Linked DNA regions of Callithrix jacchus: region 1 is linked to region 2. A link is a contact called in public Hi-C data. All regions are on one chromosome and are shown on one strand. Each heading gives the region's core, a stretch centred on a gene start, on an enhancer-like site or on the middle of the called end of the contact. The rest is flanking DNA. Distances are from core to core; before and after follow the strand shown. Region 1 has its middle 37 kb from the start of RBMX. Region 2 holds the start of RBMX (RNA binding motif protein X-linked).

What was found. A called contact is a pair of places that touch in the nucleus more often than the background predicts.
Region 1: a Hi-C map of skeletal muscle shows a contact between it and region 2, with 3 times the contacts expected there. The contact joins the enhancer-like site here to the promoter of RBMX in region 2. A contact is called at or near these places in 2 of 3 Hi-C or Micro-C datasets (both in skeletal muscle).

What each region holds. Positions count from the first base shown.
Region 1 is chrX:133,695,208-133,702,470 of calJac240_pri, forward strand. No RefSeq gene overlaps it. Among named protein-coding and RNA genes, the nearest start is that of RBMX, 37 kb to the left of the region's middle. Within about 2 kb of position 1,429, at least 16 of the 16 cell types and tissues checked have an H3K27ac peak or open chromatin away from gene starts, as enhancers often do. A contact at or near this core is called in skeletal muscle, where this site is marked.
Region 2 is chrX:133,659,974-133,666,676 of calJac240_pri, forward strand. It overlaps RBMX (RNA binding motif protein X-linked), which reads right to left and starts at 2,088. Exons shown (of 11, transcript XM_078364146.1): 1 at 1,960-2,088; 2 at 687-814; 3 at 387-493. The coding sequence starts at 795. It overlaps LOC118150811 (small nucleolar RNA SNORD61), which reads right to left and starts at 639; the gene lies at 568-639.

The sequences.
Region 1 (7,263 bases), core at 179-2,678, 35 kb after region 2:
TGGAGTGCAGTGGTGTGATCTCGGCTCACTGCACTCTTCACCTTCCAGGTTCAAGCAATTCTCCTGTCTCAGCCTCCCGAGTAGCTGGGATTACAGGCGCATGCCGCCAAGCCCGGCTAATTGTTGTATTTTTAGTAGAGACGAGGTTTCACCATATTGATCAGGCTGGTCTCGAACTCCTGACCTGAGGTGATCCACTCGCCTCGGCCTCCCAAAGTGCTGGGATTACAGGCGTGAGCCACCGCGCCCGGCAGAAATGTTTGACTTTTTTTTTTTTGTCTTTGGCAGTCGGTGTGCATTTTACACTTACAGAACATTAAACTCCGAAAAGCTTCACTTCAAGTGCCTCACACTGGACCGCGAGGCCCTAGAATGCAGCACCCGCCAATCCCTGCAGCCAGAAATGAAGATAGCAGGGGAGGTAACACTGCTAGTTTGGGACTAAGAAACGCAACGTCGAGAGAAGGCAGCCCTTGCGATGACGACACCTGTAGGACAACCTCACCTCTTCCCCCACCCTGTGCAGGGACTAACAAGGCTGCAACAGAGGCAGAGCGCGAAGCACCGCCAGAGCCGCGGGAAAGGGCGGGGCGGGAAAGGCGGGGGATGGGGGCCGGGGCGGCTCGGCGGTGATCCGTACGCATGCGTACCCCACCAGTTCACTGTGCCCGCCTCCTGGCGCCGTAGCAACCGGGTTGTGAATCACCCTTTACCCCGACTAGGTGGCCATCCTGCGGGTTCTAGTGCCACTAGCCGGCTTCGGCTCTTCCCTGTCTGAGGGTCTTGTCATTTCCCCTTCTTTCCTCCACGGGTGCCGATTTCACGTGTGTGTCCCCGAGTGCCTTAGTCGGCTCCTAAAATGAGTATTAGTGTTTTCCGCGTGGGAACCAACTTCGGGCGCCAGTGGCCCGCCCTTCCTGGGCTGAGGTGGCTGCTGGGGCTGGGGCTCCTCCTGAGGCTTCAGGCTGTGTGCTGCACAGCTTGCTATCTCCCCGGGTTAGCCGCGGTCAACTTGTGCCAGGCGGAGCGAGAAATCGCATTTTGTCAGGTGAGGACTAGACGGAGGCAGTGAGTGTGAGGGGAAGCTTCGGGTAGGGGTGTGGGGCCGATCGGGGACGACCAGGGTCGAGAGCTCTTCGGCTTGGACCCGGAATGCCAATCTCTCTGTGGGTGTGTCTCGGGTTCTCTTAATTTCGGAGCCTCCCACTTTGCGGATCTTTCCCTCCCTCTCAGTAGCTCCTCCTTCCTCACAGCTCCTCCCCTTCCTCTTCTCTCTCAGCTCCCTCCCTTCCCTCTCATCTGGCCCTTATCCTCCCTCTGGGCTCCAACGCCTACAGTCTCGGTCCCACCTTTTATCTTGGTCCCCCCCTTCCCCACGCTTATCGGCTCCTTACCCCTCCCCTTTTTGTTTCTCGAGTGCTTTCTCGGCTCCTTCCCCTCACCTTTCTCCTGGATTCTCTGCCCTCTCCCTCTCACCTCCTTCTCTTTCCCCTCCCTCTCGGCTCCACTCCCTACCCCTCCCTCTCTTCTACATCTTGCTCCTCTCTGCTGTTCCTTCTAGTCTCTTCCCTTCTGCTTTTCTGTTTTCCTTTCAGCTGCTCCTCCTCCTTCCTCTGAGCCCCTCCCACTTCCCTCCCTATTGGCTGCTCCTCCACCTCCCTCTTGGTTCTGCCTCAGCTAACTCCTCCCCTCCTCCCCAACGTCTTCCTTTCCCTCTCAGCATCTGTAACCCTCCCCTTCCCTCCACCCTCTCCCTCTTGTTCTTACACAATCTTCCATTCTGGACACACACACTCATTGTGGTCGTTCTTCGATACATCCCCACCATGCTGTGTTACCCCTCACTCCAATGGTCTCACACTCTTATCCCCCTGATTCTTGTTAATCCACTTTGGTCTCCTGGGTCCTCTCTCTGCAAACAATATTACTTCAGAGATTTGTGAGAGGGAAATGAGACACTACCTGAAAAGCACCTGCACATAGTAACCTTTAAATAAATGGGAACTATCATCATTATTACTTTTATTTTTTCTTTCTTTCCTTCTCTCTCTTTCTTTCCTTATTTTCTTTTCTCTTCTTTTTTTCTTTTCTTTTCTTCTTTGAGACGGAGTTTTGCTCTTGTTGCCCAGGCTGGAGTGCGGAGTGCAATGGCGTGATCTCTGCTCACTGCAACCTCAGCCTCCCTAGTTCAAGCGATTCTCCTGCCTCAGCAGCCATCCTGCCATAGCTGGATTACAGGTATGCACCACCAGGCCCGGCTTATTTTGTATATTTAGTAGAGATGGGGTTTCTCCGTGTTGGTCAGGCTGGTCTCGAACTCCCGACCTCAGGTGATCCACCCGCCTCAGCCTTCCAAAGTGCATTATTACTTTTCTTTAGCCGTGGATTCCTGGCACAATTCCTCTTCTGTGTGTCCCTCAACCACCAGTAATTTCTTGGCTCCCTTCCTTAGTAGCCTCCTTGTTTTCATTGTAAACTGACTCAAAAGAAATGTTTTTTTTTTTTTTTTTTTTTTTTGCAAGTAATCAATTAAAAAAGTAATAAATAAGACTTAGGTTCTGATCTCTAGTTGCCTAATCTAGGATGTAGGGGAGGATTCTGGTAGAAGGCACCACAGATGCACACAAACTTGAGGGTGGTGCTGGGGGCCATTTGACTATACACTTAGGCAACTTGAAGGTTTTAGTAGTTTTTAAAAGGCTAGCTCGATGTGAAGTATGTTTACTTTTGAAACCTGGAGCTTTCCTTTCCCTGTGAGAAATATTGATAGCAGTGTTTTGAGCCAACACCTTGCCAAATCCGTGTAATGTAAGAAATAGCATTCTTTTTATATTTTTTGTTTGTCTTTTCTCTGACTGTTGTTATCTAGTTCTTGCTCTTTATTCTCTATTAAAGCAGGCTCCCTAACAAAGAAACATGATTATTAACCATAACATCTGGATGCTTTATTTCTCTCTTTCTCTTTCTTTCTCTTTCTCTTTCTTTCTTCCTTTCTCTCTCTTTCTTTTCTTCCTTTCTCTCTCTCTCTCTCTCTCCCTCCCTCCCTCCCTCTCTTTCTTTTCTTTCTTTGTCTTTCTCTCTTTCTTGATGGAGTCTCGCTCTGTCTCCCAGGCAGTGGCGCAATCTCGGCCCAATTCTTCTGCCTCAGCCTCTCAAGTAGCTGGGATTACAAGCATGCACACCACACCTGGGTAATTTTTGTATTTTTATTAGAGACAGGGTTTCGCCATTTTGGCCAGGCTGGTCTCGAACTCTTGAACTCAAGTGATTCGCCCACCTTGGCCTCCAAAAGTATTGGGATTACAGGCGTGGCCACCGTGCCCGGCCTGGAATTTCTATAAGCTCTTTACTTTTTCTGTAAGCTCTGTGCTCTCATCTCTAAATGTGTTCCACTTTGTTTTCTAAGATTGCGTCTTGTGGCCTTTAGCAAGTGTCTCATTTTCTGTTTAACACTCCAAACTTCCCTATTCCTGTATTATGTGACTCTCTGCTTTTCTTTTTTAGTTTTTAAACTTTTACTATTACAAAAGTGGTAACATGCATGGTAGGTTAGAAAATTCAGATAGGCAAAAAATATGAAACAAAAAACCATGTTTAACATGGAGAGAATTACTACTGCTGGTATCTGAGCATATCCTGTAGATTTTTTTCTTTTTCTTTTTGAGATAGTCTCAGCCCATCACCCAAGTTGGAGTACGGTGGCTCACTGCAACCTCCCCTCCTGGGTTCAAGCGATTCTTCTGCCTCAGCCTCTGTAGTAGCTGGGATTACAGGCATGCGCCACCATGCCCAACTAATTTTTGTATTTTTAGTAGAGGCAGGGTTTTACCATGTTGTCCAGGCTGGTCTGGAACTCCTGACCTCCAGTGATCCTTCTGCCTCAGCCTCCCAAAATGCTGGAATTACAGGCCTGAGCCACCACGCCTGGCCTGTGTTTTAATCTTCTTCTTTTTTTCTTTTTTTGAGATGGAGTCTCACTCTTTTGCCCAGGCTGGAGTGGAGTGCAGTGGCGCGATCTCGGCTCACTGCAACCTCCTCCTCCTGGGTTCAGGCGATCCTCCTGCTTAAGCCTCCCTAATAGCTTGGACTACAGTCATGTTCCACCACACCTGGCTAATTTTTTGTATTTTTAGTAGAGATGGGGTTTCACCATATTGGCTGGCTGGTCTTGAACTCCTGACCTTGTGATCCACCCGCCTTGGACTCCCAAAGTGCTGATTACAAGCGTGAGCCACCACGCCCAGCCTGTTTTAATCTTAACAGGGTTTTGTTTTTTCTTTTTCTTTTTTGAGATGGAATCTCACTCTGTCATCCAGGCTGGAGTGCAGTGGCATGATCTGGGCTTACTGCAACCTATACACCTCCCAGGTTCAAGCAATTCTTCTGCCTCAGCTTCCTGAGTAGCTGGGATTACAGGTGTGCATCACCACACCTGGGCAATTTTTGTATTTTTAGTAGAGATGAGGTTTCACCATGTTGGTCAGGCTGGTTTCAAATTCCTGACCTCGTGATCAGCCTGCCTTGGCCTCCCAAAGTGCTTGGATTACAGGTGTGAGCCACCACGCCTGGCCTTAACAGGGTTTTTTCACAAAGCAAAAGTTTTTAAATTTGATGAGGTCTAATAATCAAGTCTTCCTTCTATGGGTTGCCCTTTTTGTGTCAAGTCTAAGATGTTGCATAGAGTTAGGTTTTGAAGATTTTCTTCCATACTTTCTTCTAAAAGTTTTTAAAATTTTTTCTTGAATACATTTGTGAAATGAAAATAAACCTTGGGACCCTCAAATCACTAAGCTAAAGGGAAAAGCGAAGCTGGAAACTGCTTAGGACAAATTTGCCTCCCATTCTGTTCAAAGTCACCCCTCTGCTCACTGAGATGAATTGCATGTCTGATTGCTTTCTGGTTGCTTCCAGCTAATTAGAAACTAAAAAGAATGCAACCCTTTGTTTCTTATCTACCTTTGACCTGGAAGTCCCATCCCTGTTAGGAGTTGTCCTGCCTTTCCAGATGTAACCAATGTTCCTCTTATATATGTTGTTTGATATCTCATGTCTCTCTAAAATGTATAAAACCAAGCTTTGCCTCAACTACTGTAGGCACATGTCATCAGGACATCTTGAGGCTTTGTCCTGGGTGTGCCTGTCCTCGACTTTGGCAACATAGTTTTGCTCTTGTTGCCCAGGCTGGAGTGCAGTGGCGCAATCTTGGCTCACTGCAACCTCCACCTCCTGGATTCAAGTGATTCTCCTGCCTTAGCCTGCCAAGTAGCTGGGATTACAGGTGTCTGCCACCAGGCCTGGCTAATTTTGTGTGTGTGTGTGTGTGTGTGTGTGTATTTTCAGTATGGATGGAGTTTCAACATGTTGACCAGGCTGATCTCAAACTCTTGACCTTAGGTGATTCACCCACCTTGGCCTCCCAAAGTGCTGGGATTACAGGTGTGAACCACCGCGCCTGGTAACATAAGCTTTCTATATTGAATGAGACCTGTCTTAGATATTTGGGGTTCACACATTTAAATCTGATACATTTTGAGTTTTTTTGTTGTTGTAAGATGTGAAAGTTAGGTTGAGATTAATTTTTTTTGCCTATAGATGTCTAATTTCTTTAGCATGGTTTCTTGAAAAGACTGTCCTTCCTCCATTAAGTTGCTTTTGCACTTTTTTTTTTTTTTGGCAGAGTGTCCCCCAGGCTGGAGTGCAGTGGCACCACCTTGGCTCACTGCAACCTCCGCCTCCTGAGTTCAAGAAATTCTCCTGCCTCAGCCTTCCAAACAGCTGGGATTACAGGTGCCTGCCATGATGCCTGGCTAATTTTTTTTTAAATTTTTGTAGAGATGGGTTTCACCATGTTGGCCAGACTGGTTTCTAACTCCTGACCTTATGTGATCCTCCTGCCTCCATCTCCCAAAGTGCTAGGATTACAGGCATGAGCCACCGCGCCTGGCCCTGCCTCAGCCTTCTGAGTAGCTAGGGCCATGCCCGACACCAGAGACTTGGCCAGTCTTGTGTCGACTCCTGACCCAACTTGGCCTCTCAAAGTGTTGGGATTACAGGTGTGAGCCACCATGTCCAGGTGCTTTTATACCTTTGTAAAAAATCACTTGGTAGGTGGGTGTGGTGGCGGGTGCTTGTAATCCCAGCTGCTCAGGAGGCTGAGGCAGGAGAATTGCTTGAGCCTGGGAGGCAGAGGTTGCAATGAGCCGAGATCACGCCACTGCACTGCAGCCTGGGTGACAGAGCAAGACTTCGTCTCAAAACGAAAAAAAAATCACTTGGGCAAAGTTGTATGGCTGTGTTTCTGAGTTTCCTGTTGTTCTGTTACTTTGATTTGTGCTTTTTGATGATTAAATTTGCATGCAATACCCTTGTGGAGTGCCATTGTTCTAACAGGAAAGCGTACCTTATCAAGAAATGCTGGGCTGGGCGCAGTGGCTCACGTCTGTAATCCCAGCACTTTGGGAGGCTGAGGGGGTTGGATCATGAGGTCAGGAGTTCAAGCCCAGTCTGGACAACATGGTGAAACCCTATCTCTAAAAAAAAAAAAAAAAATGCTATCCCTGACTGAAGAAACTTGGCAGTATATTACAACTCTACTGCCAATAAGATTTTTTTTTTGGTTCATATTTGTATTATTTCAGGACAATAGCTGCTAAAATATGACTCTTTTTTTCATGGTTTACTCATGCTCATTATTTCCTGATTCATAACATCAGCATATTTCATTGGAAGGCTCTGGGAGAAAAAATAGTAATAAAAAAAACTGGCACTTTACCTTGATAATCCTCTATCGCTAGACCTTGTAAATAAGAGATTTTGTATTACAAGTGTCAAATATTTTATTATCACATTCTTTTGGTAACAGTGTTATTCAGAGATAAATCATATACCAGATAATTCACCCACCTAAAGTGTCTAACTTAGTAGTCTTTAGTATATTCAGTTGTACAACCACTACGACCATCAATTTTATTGTCACTTTTAAGTGAAGGATTGTATATCAAGGTAGTTCTTAGGAAGCTAAGTTAGATTTCATATCCCACCTTGTGTGTTATTGAAGAAGACAAATTCTTCTGTTTAGTGATGGCAGCATTGTGTGTGTGTCTAGTTGTAATCATTTCAGTTATCAATGAAAAGTTAGAAGAGGTAGTGTACAGAATGATGGAGTGCTGAAGTCTGAAGTTTTACATGTAAGATAAATCACTTATTTCATGACATTTGAATTATAACATTTAGGCAAATCTTAATATTTTCAATTTTTTCTTA
Region 2 (6,703 bases), core at 838-3,337:
ATCCCAGCTACAGGGAGGCTGAGGCAGGAGAATCGCTTAGAACCCAGGAGGTGGAGGTTGCAGTGAACAGAGTTCACACCCTTGCACTCTAGCCTGGGCAACAGAGAAATACTGTCTCCAAAAAAAATGCATCATGTAATGACAATGATTTTGAACTGAGAGTATGTTGTTAACAGCATAAGATATAACTCACTACTAGATTTGGTTCTGGAATTACAGAATATTCTTTGGAAGAGGATCACAAAGGGGTAGGATAAGTGGGTCCCAGACAGGTACATACTGAAAAACAATGAAAACTCAAAAGCTGTGCTAGTCCAGACTGGGGCAACTACATGTTATTTTATGCACTAGTAACAGGTTATCATCCATTGTGTAGACAATCTCACCTTTCCATTCATGTCTCTGGCTGCATCCTTAGCATCTGCTGGGCTTTCAAAGGTGACAAAAGCAAATCCTCTTGATTTGTTGGTTTCACGGTCTTTCATCAAGAGTACTAAAAAGTAGTTTTTAGAAAATTAAGTGTTACCCTAGTTCAAATGAAATAACCAAAGTAAATGTGTAAAGAGAAAGCTCAGAACTTCTTAGAGGACAAAATACATTATCACGTCAGATAATCAATGCAATCAAATTCATCATTGCTTATGTTTTAGTTATAATAGCCCAGCCTGTACTTCCAGACAACTCACCTTCCACTATTCGTCCATATTTGCCAAATACTGCTTCAAGAGCTTTCTCATTTGTTTCTGTATTAAGCCCACCAATGAAGAGCTTTCCTGGGCGATCTGCTTCAACCATTTTTTTTTTGCCGGTGAGTCTGTTGAGAAGGAATAGTATTACCTCACTGCAAAAAGTTCCTCAAGTTTATTCGACACTTTTACTGTGGCATATTTTTCATATTTTCCACTAAAACCATTGTTTCTTAATGACTAAAGAAAACGCTAATAAGCTAAGCCTCAGCCACAGTAGGAAGTATTTGAATTAAGCAGTTTAGTAACAGCGTAATTTACATAAAACTGGTTAAAAGGGCCAAAATCACTTTTACCACTACCCTTGATCGCCCTTAGCTATTCTTCGCAACAGCTGCTTAACATTTGAGAAAGCAACTTTTAGTTCTAGTCCTGTATTTCGGTTGCCTTTGAAAGATTCAATTATTCATCACACCCTTCCTAAGGATGGGGTTTTAAAAGACTCCCAAGGTCACAGGCCAGACACACGACCTTAACAACAAGCCCTCTTCCAAACGACTCCTCTTTTCCTCATTAGAATTCCCTACTAAATCTAGGGAGAAATGTGAAGTTTGAGCCAAGTTACGCCACCTCTTCTTCACCGGTCCCCGCCCTACCGAAATGCTACTATCCAGCCAAAAAGATAAAAACAAATTGTCAACACCGTTTCCTATTAAGTAACGGAACGCGGACGCACGCACTAACACCCGACGCTCCGTGACTGAAGCAGAACCTAATTAAAACTCGTCATTAAAAACCGCGTGTAAAAGACAAAATGGCGACACTTGGATTCAACCCAGAACCACCGACACCGGTAAGGGGACTAACTTTTACCATCAACACTGGCTGTGCACATTCAGAGGGGTTCTTCTTCCGGACCGCCAATGAATACGGAGCCCGCAGCCCGCATGGAACTCCACATGCCCATCATTAGCGCCAGCGCCATCCCAATGCAGGTATCGCGGTGGTGCAGTCGCTCCTCGCCCGGCTCCAGCCTACAAAGCCCCGACCTCCGCTACCCACTCCCGTAGGCGACTGCCAAACTTCCTCGAGGCATACAACCAAACGGGCCCCCTCATTTGTTTTCCCTCGACCCCCCCAGCTTTATTTAAATAGGTCGGCACCTTTGGGTTCTTAAAATGGCGCCCGCCACCCCCATCTCCAGAGAGATATAATCCCCAGTCCTAACGCGACGAGTGTCACGAAAAACAGACTGAGGAAAGGAGACACGTACCGGAGGGGTGACAATGGGTTCAAGCTCCAACGAGCTCGCCGAGAGGGGCTTCCTAGCAGCTTAGCACCAAAAGCGGCTGCCGGGTCCGACAACCGAAACGCGAACCCGCTAGCACTACTGCGCAACGAGGACGAACAAAGGAGACAGCAAACTTTATACTGCCCGGGAACGAGGCTGAAGGACCCGGATGGAAACGGAGCTTAGAATTTGAAACGCAAAGGGAGGGGGGGGAAGTAGTTCCCAGTTTCTCCATTGGCTGCCTCCTCTGTCGTTCACTCTTCGCTCCTCCCATTTTCTCGGGCCCTCGGTGTTGGGTCGGCGGACCTTTCTAACCGTTTTCCCTACCCCCACCCGTTCTTTACAAACGCGCTTTTTTTGCTTGGCGCTAAAATGGTGCACAGCCTTCATTTAATAAAGAACTGTATTGAGCGTCCTAGTGGGCTGGGCACAGTGCAAAACTTTACTTTTACTTTTTCACTAACTCTTTTAATTGTCAAAACAATGTGATGAGGATGGATACTCCTACGCCAATTTTGCAGAAACGGAAAACAAGTTTTGGCAATACAATATATTTTCCAAAATTGTCTTAAATAAGTTATTTCAGTGGATGTGGGAATTTCTGATAAATACATGTAAATTTCAGATGAGTAAAAAACGTACAAAACAGCATGCAGATAGTTCATTCATATACAACAATTACTGAGCACCTTGTAAATAATGAGCTCTGGGCTAGGCCGGGAGGGTACGGCCTCAGGAAAAGACAAGAGTCAAGCCTGTGGGTAAGGGTGTCGGATTTAAGAAATGAAAATGCAGGACGCTAATTTATTCTGGGAAGCTGTCAAAAAAATTTTAAATACACATATGGGACGATTAAGTTTAAATTTAAGATAACGAATACTTTTTTAGTATAGTATGTCCCAAATCTCATATTTTAAAAGTTCACTGTTTATCAGAAATTCGAATTTAACTAGGTATTCTATATTTCATCTGCGCATCCTACTTGTTGGAGGAATATTACAAAACTTTTTTATTTACTTTTTCTATTAAAGAAAGAAATTGGACGGAGCGCCACGGCTCACGCCTTTGGGCGTAATCCCAGCACTTTGGGAGACCGAGTCGGGTGGATCACAAGGTCAGGAGCTCAAGACCAGCCTGACCAACAAGGCGAAACCCCCTCTCTACTAAAAATACAAAAATTAGCAGAGCATGGTGGCAGGCGCCTGTAGTCCCAGCTACTTGGGAGGCATCGTTTGAACAGGAGAATTGCTTGAACCGGGGAGGCAGAAGTTACAGTGAACTGAGATCTGTCACTGCACTCCAGCCTGGGAGACAGAGCAAGACTGCATCTCAAAAATTAAAAAAAAAAAGAAAGAAATTGAATACATTTAACAGAAGAATGGCATGTCATGATTAATGCCAGGGAGAAAATAAACTAGTTGCTTTTTGATGGGCAATATTAGGAGGACCAAATTTAATTAAAACATCAGGGAAGGTCTATGTGAGGAGGTGACTTTGGAGATCAGAACTGAAGGAAGAAAAGAAACTAGCTATGGGAACAGCTGAGGCAAAAGCCTTTCAGGAAAATAAGAGAATATTAAACACAAAGTAGAGAAGAAGAGCTTGGCATATATTAAGGGACAGAAAGAGGACCAGGTGACAAGAATTTGAGGGTCATGGAATGAGGGAGCCAGGATTGGCAGGACCTTTGAGCCCATTAAATGAATGTAGGGGGGATGTGTGGAAAAAAGGACACTAATAGGGCTGTGGGAGCAGACCAGAAAGAGAGGATGGTGGCTTGAATTAGGGTGGTGGCAGTGGACTTGGGGAGGCAAGAACAATTGTTAGATACATATGACAGGTATCATGATTAATGGTGCTATGGTCTGTTTGTGTCCTCCCCCAGATTCATATGTTGAAATCCTGGCCGGGCATGGTGTCTCACACCTGTAATCCTAGCACCTTGGGACGCCAAGGCAGACAGATCACGAGGTCAGGAGTTCGAGACCAGCCTGACCAACATGGCGAAAATACAAAAATTAGCTGGGCGTGGTGGCGCATGCCTGTAATCCCAGCTACTCAGGAGGCTGAGGCAGGAGAATCGCTTGAACCCGGGAGGTAGAGGTTGCAGTGAGCCAAGATCACGCACTGCACTCCAGCCTGGGTGACAGAGTAAGACTCTGTCTCTAAAAATAAAAATTTAAAAACACCTAATACCCAAGGAGATGGCATTAGGAGGAGGGGATTTGGAGAGAAGATTAGGTCACAAGAGTGGGGTCCTCATGAATGGGTTTAGCACTTTTATAAAAGGTGCCTCTGTCTACCATGTGAGAACACGGTGAGAAGGTACCACTTTATAAACCAGAAAACTGGTGGTGGTGGGCCCTCACCAGACACTGAGTATGCTGGCATCTTGATCTTGGACTCCCCAACCTCCAAAAATGTGAGAAATAAGTTTCTGTTGTTTATCAACCTGCCAGTTTATGGTATTTTGTTATAGTGGCAGGAATGGACTAAGACAGTTGGGAAAGGGGTGGGGAGGAATTGCCGAAACAGAAAATCATTATGGATGACTCCAAGTATCTGGTATTAGTGGGACAGATGGTAATAGTCATTTACCAAAATGGTTTCAGAGGAGCAAGTTTGGAATGTAGGGGCAGAAAAATTTGAAGCTCAGAGCAGAGATCTGTGCCGAATTATCATCTCAGAGATGTAATAAAAGCCATCATAATGGATGAAACCACCAAAGAAGAGAGTACAGTGGGAAAAGAAGGGCCAAGATCACACAATATGAGCTATTAAAAAAATACATGTGGAGACAAAATAACAGGGGGGAATGTAACCAGTTTATCTTGGAATGGTAGAATTTATGGATAATTTTCACTGTTCTTCTTTTTCGGTTTTTTTTTTTTTTTTTTTTTTTTTGAGAAGGAGGTTCTCTCTTGTTACCCAGGCTGGAATGCAATGGCACAATCTTGGCTTACTGCAACTGCAACCTCCACCTCCCAGGTTCAAGCAATTTTCCTGTCTCCACTTTCTGAGTAGCTGGGATTACAGGCATGCACCACCATGCCTGGCTAATTTTGTATTTTTAGTAGAGGTGGGGTTTCACCATGTTGGCCAGGCTGGTTTCGAACTCCTGACCTCGTGATCTGCCCGCCTCAGCCTCCCAAAGTTCTGGGACTACAGCCGTGAGCCACTGTGCCGGCCCTTCTCTTCCTCATAGTTACAATTACCTGCCCGTGGTGGATTTTGGTATATGCCAGGCAGGTTATAGTAAATAATGCTCAGGTCATGGGTAAAAGTCCCCAAGGAGCTTTGAAACCAGCTCTGAATTATTCACATTTATAGGGGGAATAATGCCCAGTAGGACAAGAATATTTGTTCTTGTTTTTTTTTCCCAGCCAAATAACAAAAAATAAGGGAAAAGTCATGTCCATTTGCCTTTTGAATGATTTATATAAATTATCAACTCTGGAACCATCTGGGAATTGGCCAAAATGACTTAAATACCAGGCTCAGCAAGCAGAACCTGTACCCCCAGAGGAAGCTGGGAGAAGTCCCTCACCCTGTGGAAGCAGGCACTCTCTTTCTCTGTCTCAAATCCAAAGAGACTACAGGATCGGGATCTGAGTGTAAATCAGGTCTCTGCCAATACAGGGCAGAATGGAGCAGGCTCCACAATAGATATCCCTGTCCCCTTGGGTCTCAAACAGGAAATGTGCATCCCCGTAGACCAGCTCACTTTGGCCTCTGCAGTTCATACCCAGGAATGTAGGAGAGGAGAATTAGCCTGCTGGCAATGTTGGGGGCAAACAGCACTTCCAAGGATCAAAAGCGAGTGGGTGGGGCAACGATGGCTAGTTAAAGAAACTGTAGGAAGGAATCAGTTGACCATATCATCCAGTAGGGACACAGAGAACAAAGAAACTTGAAGGGGAAGCGGAGTGCTACTGACTAGATCTGGAGAGCAATAGAGACAAGAGCTTTTTTTTTTTTTTTTTTTTTTTTTTTTTTTTTTTTGAGACGAAGTTTTGCCCTTTTGCCCAGACTAGAGTGAAGTGGTGCAATCTCAGCTCACTGCAACCTCTGCTCCCTGGGTTCCAGTGATTCTCCTGCTTCAGCCTCCCAAGTAGCTAGGATTACAGGTACCCCCCCCAACACACACACACCACACTTGGCTAATTTTTATACTTTTAGTGGAGGGGGTGGTTTCACCATGTTGGCCAGGCTAGTCTCAAACTCCTGACCTCGTGATCCACCCACCTCGGCCTCCCAAAGTGCTGGGATTACAGGCATGAGCCACCGAGCCCAGCCAAGAGAGGGGAGCCTTTTTAAGAGATGGAGCAAAGTAATCAAATTTCATCTTAATGAGATTACTGTGGTTGCAGTCTGGAGACTGTTTTGGGGGAGGGAGAGACAGGAAGCAGGGAGACAAATCAGAAGGGTATTGCTGATGTAATGCAGGAGGGGGGGGACGTGGGCGTGCTGAGTGTGAGGGACTCTGGCCAACAGGCAGTTGGATAAGCAGGTCTCACACTGCCCAAAAGTAATTTACGAATCCTATCCCTCCTCCTCATGGATCTTCTAGATTTTTCCCTTTGCCTCTTTCTGTTTACTCTTTTAGATTGTCATTAAATGTAGTTACATTTTTCTCTTTACTGTAATTTTTCCTTTGCCTCATTGTTTTCTAGTCCGATGCCATCTCAGTGATAGACGGAATCACTGTATCAAATGACATTACTTC